2 separate regions of the Gossypium hirsutum genome follow, and region 1 is linked to region 2. The links are chromatin contacts, called in public Hi-C maps. All regions are on one chromosome and are shown on one strand. Each heading gives the region's core, a stretch centred on a gene start, on an enhancer-like site or on the middle of the called end of the contact. The rest is flanking DNA. Distances are from core to core; before and after follow the strand shown. Region 1 holds the start of LOC107954936 (protein MAIN-LIKE 2). Region 2 holds the start of LOC107954737 (transmembrane protein 256 homolog).

Region 1 (2,987 bases), core at 78-2,577, 220 kb after region 2:
ATTAGTCTCTCTTCTCCACCTCTCAACTAAAGCTGAAATGAGCGGATTATCTAAACTAATGGCAGGTATCTTCCTCAAGTACCCAAATCCTGCTTTTTCCACCAATTCAATCTGTTTTGGGGTGAGTCTCCATTCTCCCAACTTTGATGTATGCTCATGACATCTAAGTGCACCACGCTCCTGTAATGCATGTATATATTATGTAACAATGCTAGTGTGTTTTAAATAAAAACGCATGCACAAGTCAAATTTACAATCACAATCAAAGAAACCCTCCACATATATAAGGACAAAACTAGTCTAGTGCATCAAGGCGATGAAACCGATAAACAACCAATCAAACAAACTAACAAAAGAACCAGTGCATAAACGAATTCTACAAATTTTCACTTATCAAAGGAACACAAATTACATATCTGCAAATAAAAGGGGGGGAAGGCGGAGAATGAGATTGGTGGGTATGAGAAACAGACCTGGCCATCCCAAACAGCTGAAGATACATGCTTGTCTTGATCATACAGTATTGAATGATCGATGGGTCCAGGATTGGCTGCAGATGGGTCCATTCCAATCTCTTCCATTGATTTTATCTTCTAAAATTTAAACCAAAATAAATCAAAGTGGCCTGAAATGCAGGCCAAAATAGATAGTTTAGTCCCTTAAATTAGCAGGATAGCCTCCATCACTGTTAATATATACTTAAATTTTACATTTTGGAGCCAATTTTTATCAAGCCCTTGAAACAAAGCACAGATAACTTAGATCAATTTCAAACTTTTTTTTAACGAATTAATTGCAAATAAATGAAATATATATACACACAAATATAAAAATTTGAAGAATCTTGTATTTGGGTGGTCCATTCAATTTAAAACCTAGTTTCCGTTTAACTCTCGGAGGACAAATAAAAATGGAAAACTAAACAGAAAACAATATTTGGGTGTCAACATTTTGGTTGTGCTCTTTATAATTATAATAATAAAAGGGAAAATCCAGAAATTGGAAATCAGAAAGCGAGGGTGAGGGTGAGGGTGAGGGTGAGGGTGAGGGGGAAAGAAACGACGCCGGAAAGCGAAAAAAATAAAAATTTAGATTTAAAAAAAGAAATTGGATTTTACTATACCTGAGTTTTAATCAAAACGACAGGAAAGAACGAAAGCAGGCACCACCGTGAAGAAAATTTTCAGCGGAATTCAAAGCGAAATTAAAAAAAAAACCCCGAAACCAAAACGCGTCGTTGCAGGGTTTTCTCCTCTTTGTACTGTGTGTGTGAAAGTCTCCAAAACTGGAATGTGGGTTCGCTTCGCTGCGTTGCGTTTATGAATGGATTCAAAATTTTCTATCCTATAGGCTATAGGCTTAGGGTAAATTACGATCTCACGTTGTTACACATGGCATGTTTTTGGATGATTTGGGGATCGGCCTAATTTTGTTCTCTCCTCGAAGAAAATGGGCTTTTTTCATGCATATTTTGTTTCGTTTTCATTTAATTTTATTTATTACTTTTACTGAATTCAATTATTACTTCTTTTAATATAACCTTAACTATTGTCGCAAAATATGATTAACATTCACCCAAAAATATATATACTAGATTTTATTGTTAAAAAGTATCATGGAGACCCTTATACTAGTGTTACGGGTCGCAGATCAAAACCCATAACGAATGTACACAAAACTTCATGTAAAGGTTAATTAATTAAATGAGCTCATTTGACTTAACTCAATTCGTGAAACATATGGAGAAATCTATCTACTTGAAGCATTGGTGGCACAGTGAAACACTCTAATAAAACTAGAGTTACCGTAGTGAATATTTGTAATCATAAGGGATAAAATTGTATAGTGTTTTAATCCCTTAGGACTTTCATCTTGTGGATAGACTTGAATCTCAATCATAAAATGTTGTTTAAACTATACAATTGGATTTGGGTCTTACACGAGCCTACGAAGTTTTAATACTAACATTAGGTCGAATTAGGACTAAATTGTAATGTTTACAAAATTCCAAGTTGATGTTGCGACTTCAGAGGTTTCCTCGTCGCGACGTAACACTCTGATTTAAGTTCATCATGACCTCGAGGCTACGTCACCGCAACGTGGGCCCTGAACTTTTTGTCATCGCGACATTGGGAGTACGTCGTCGCGATGTGACCACTGAATCCCAACAATGTCAAAGTACCTATTCAAATATCCAAAGCAAACAACCTATACAAAATTAGATGACATCGGTAGGGCTATTGACACAACTTTAAAATATTGTTAATCTACCCGAAAATAGAGAGAATTTGTTCTCAACTATTGAATCTATTTTTTCAGAATAACAAATTTTGTCAGTTTCTATTTCAGAAGAGATTTTTCATTTTCACACTAAAGAAAAGAAAACTATTTTTAGTTCTGTGTTTTGATTCGAATCGTTCGAGTCAACCCTCGAAACAGTTTATGATGAGAGAATAACGGAGAAGATCATTTAGTTGAAAGTCGGAAACGATAAGGATCCGTCTATCCGAAAACACATATGTGAATTCGATCTAAGGTTTATTACTATAAATATCACAAACCAAGTCAATTTTCAAAATTTTTATTTTCCGCTATACAAGAAAACCATTTGCGAACCAGATTTTTTCCAACAATATAATTCTCCAATATTATAACTATTTTTCTATTCCTAAAATATCATTTATTTAATTAAAATAAATTTAATTAATTCTTTCAATTAAATTATTTTCTTAACCCAATTCTAATTTTATTAAAATCATAATGAATTTACCTTACTAGAATCTAAGTAAATAAATTTAATTGTCTCGTTCAGTAAAACTACAATGACTACTTAATTTAATTCTCACTTTGAACTCAACTATTTAATTACAATCAATTAAATAATAAGTCAACGATATTAAGTTAATTTTTAAGTCATCTTTTGTTCCTTGCAAGAAAAATGCATTTACTGCGGATAAAAATACATGCAGTTTATTTCTCCTTTCATT
Region 2 (3,342 bases), core at 439-2,938:
TGGGGTCCAGGTCAGCCGCACAGAAGACAACACTTTGAAGACTTCTCAACAAGCAACAAATAAATTTTATAAAACGTTTTAAGGTGCAGCAAATATTGGTTATGCAAAATGTATTTGCAGCGATTTTATACACATTCTTGTTGAGTTTTACAATAACTTGTTCGCGGCAGCAGGCATTTGATATGCAAAAAAATCCTTTTTGCAACAAGATATAAATTGCTGTAGTTAGATGCAAAAAACCATACGTCAAAACTTTTTTGGCACACTTTTGGTGGCGAGATAAAACAGCCTTGCGAAAGTCTTTTTATGCTGCCAAAATTTAAATATTTGTAAAACTATAAAATTTGCAATAAATAACATATTGTTGCAAAATGTCAAATTGCTATTAGAGTCCCCTCAATTTTACATATCATCCAACTACATTACATTCAAAGCCTTCGCTAATTATGAACTAAACAAGAAGCTCAATAAAAATATAAAAGAAAAACCTTAAGAAATGCAAATTTTAAACCGTTAAATGCATCCGCATCCATCAGGTAGAATGACCAAATATATGAACTTTTCAAGAAACATTAACCTAAGAATTGCACTTAAAAACAAGACACTGATTTATGACCAAACACATGCAACAACAAAAAAACACAAGTTTAAAACAATTAAATGTATCATTTTCATCAAGGAAAGTAACCCAAAGTATGAAATCTCGATGAATATCATTCAAATCCCTTTCACCAAATCTTTTTTTTCCCTCAGATTAGCATTCATCAATTACAAACTTCTAACAAGTAACAAATTCAAAAAAGAAGATAAAAGGGGAAGGGAACTTACGACCCAGAGAAAGAAAGAATGCCAGCAGTCAAAAGGCCTCCAAACTGAAGCACAATAAACGAGAGCAGTTAGCCCATTGATAACTCGACACGAAGCAATAAAATTCAGGGGATTGTATGATTAGTCTCTTAAAACTAAAACCATAAAACCAATCAATAAAACAACAAGTATTTTCCTAAGAATATTAAGCAAACCATGCCCAGAAAATCAATAATGAAATTATAAAAATAAAAGGGCAAAAGGGAACTAACAATGTGGGGGCGTTTGGTAATAGGAGCAGAAAGAAGAGCAGCTGTGTGAAACAAGTGGTAAGTAGAAGCGATTTGCCATACCTAAGTTCATCATCCAATTATAGTAAGGAAAAAAACAAGAACAAGAAAATAATTGAACAACAAAAACGTTGAAAAGTGAAAATTTGGGTGAAAAAAATGAAAGGGTATTAAAAAAACAACCTCCTTGTAAACGGGATTTTCAGGTTTAAAGATATGGAAGCCATAAGTGCCCAATCCAAGGGCTGCTATTCCTGTTATTTAAAAAAAAACCCATAAATAAGTACGAAAAAGGAATTGAAAAAGATGAGAGAAAGAAGTTAAAAACCAGAAACAGCAGCAATCTTGTGCCACTGAAAAGCATCCATTTGGGAAATTCTCATAAACTCTCTTCTTTCTTCAGGTTAGACTTTTGGTTGCATAATGGCGATCGGTTTTGCTGCAGTGAGCAAACTTTATTATGTGTAAATCGTTGAAAGGCAGAGTCAAACGCCGTCGTTTTTCTTTCGCGCTGAAACGCAACCGTTTACATGGTTCTCCTATTCTTTTGCTCGTTTTGAACTTTTTTTTCTCTTTCGTGTTAATTAATTACTGCTACCAAATACCAATTCATACTTCTTTATTAGCTCAAGTTTTGTTTTACGTTAAATTCTGCTTTAAGTAAAATGTATTCCTTATTTTCATGATTTTTGGTGTTTATATTTTTCACATTTTAAAAAATCAAATTTTACCAAACAATTATTATTAAAATAATTAAGTCAAATAGTCATTTTCAAAATTTAATATGCCAAACATATTATAATATAAGTAACGTCATCTTATTATTTTTATATATTATTCACTAAAAATTTAATTAATAGTAAATCCGTGTGTTGGCCTGATGGTTAGGGTATTCATCCCTCAGGTATGGCTTGAATTCTAGTCGTGTTAATCGTATTAATATTTAGAACAATAAACCTTTTACCCGAATTATACTTATGTTTTTGAATTAGACGAATTATGTCATTTTTAGTTTTCAACTACTTGATCTTCTCTGCTAATCTTGACTATAGTTTACTAGAGTATGGGCTCTAGTCGAAAATCGATGAAAACCTTAATCAAACTTTAAGAGTTAGAAATAAGAATACAAACTTGGTCAAAAAAATAAAATTTATTTTATCAACGTAATGAACTATGTTTTCGACCTAAACCTTAGCTTCTATCTATAAAGAAAATAACAAGAATCTCAATAGAATAAAATATAATCAAATAATAATATTTTAATAAAAAAGGTTGACTCCCAAAAACATGCAAGTGGCGCCGACAACACAGACTGGAATTTGCTGCCCTTTACTTTTAAATCGGGCCTCTTGATCTTTGTCATATATCTGATCAATTATATATATTATCTAATTTTTAAATCAATTCAATAGATCTAAGATATATTTTATAGTTGGGTTTTTACCAAATATGGTAAGTTATATTTGTTGGATGAGTTACATGAGCTACTGTCTACACTGCCACTTGTATTCCTTACAAACCTGTTAAAATTTTTCAACGCGAACATGTTTGTTTGACCGAATTTCATTCTTTCACTCAATTATCCCCGTTAATTTATTCAATGTGAAAATGTTTATTTATATAAATTATTCGGACTAATTTATCTATAAAGGCCTATTTTCAAGTATATTTATAGAAATGGACTAATTTCTACATTATTTACCGGAAAGGGTCGATTTTGGCAAAACGCGTCCATATAGGAGCGTTTTAGGGTGAAAGTTCAACAAAATGCGCCCCTGGGAGCGATTTTGCCATGTTAGCATAAAACACACAGACGTAGACGCACTTTGCTGACGTGGCAAAATTGCTTCCCCAGTGGCGCATTTTGCTCAGTGTTTTTTTCTAGGTTAGGGCTTTTTAAATGTTTAGTCCCTAGAGTTTTTTGGTTAGGGTTTTTAGGGTTAAAGTTTTGTTAAAATAATTTAGGGTTAGGTTTTTAGGGTTTTGTTAAAATAATTTAGGGTTTTGGATTTTAGGAATTTAAAAAAATAAATCAAGATTTAGTGTTATTTTTTAAAAATTAATTAAATTAGGGTTTAAGTATTTTAAATAAATTAATTAAATTAGGGTTTAGTTTTTTTAAAATAATATTGTATTTAGGTTTAGGATATAGGGAAAATTAAATTGACAATAAGGATTTTGTTTTTTTTTCTATAGTAGTTCCTGAAAAAATAATTTTGAGAATACTGTTCTTAACAAATAGTAT

The links. A called contact is a pair of places that touch in the nucleus more often than the background predicts.
Region 1: a contact with region 2 is called in a Hi-C map of leaf, with 2.7 times the contacts expected there. The contact joins the promoter of LOC107954936 here to the promoter of LOC107954737 in region 2. A contact is called at or near these places in 6 of 34 Hi-C or Micro-C datasets (callus, hypocotyl and leaf).

Annotation. Positions count from the first base shown.
Region 1 is chrD07:36,243,294-36,246,280 of Gossypium_hirsutum_v2.1, forward strand. LOC107954936 (protein MAIN-LIKE 2) reads right to left here and starts at 1,328. Exons shown (of 7, transcript XM_016890630.2): 1 at 1,124-1,328; 2 at 474-593; 3 at 1-180. The coding sequence starts at 581.
Region 2 is chrD07:36,024,945-36,028,286 of Gossypium_hirsutum_v2.1, forward strand. LOC107954737 (transmembrane protein 256 homolog) reads right to left here and starts at 1,689. Exons shown (of 5, transcript XM_016890388.2): 1 at 1,426-1,689; 2 at 1,281-1,351; 3 at 1,080-1,160; 4 at 829-872. The coding sequence starts at 1,480.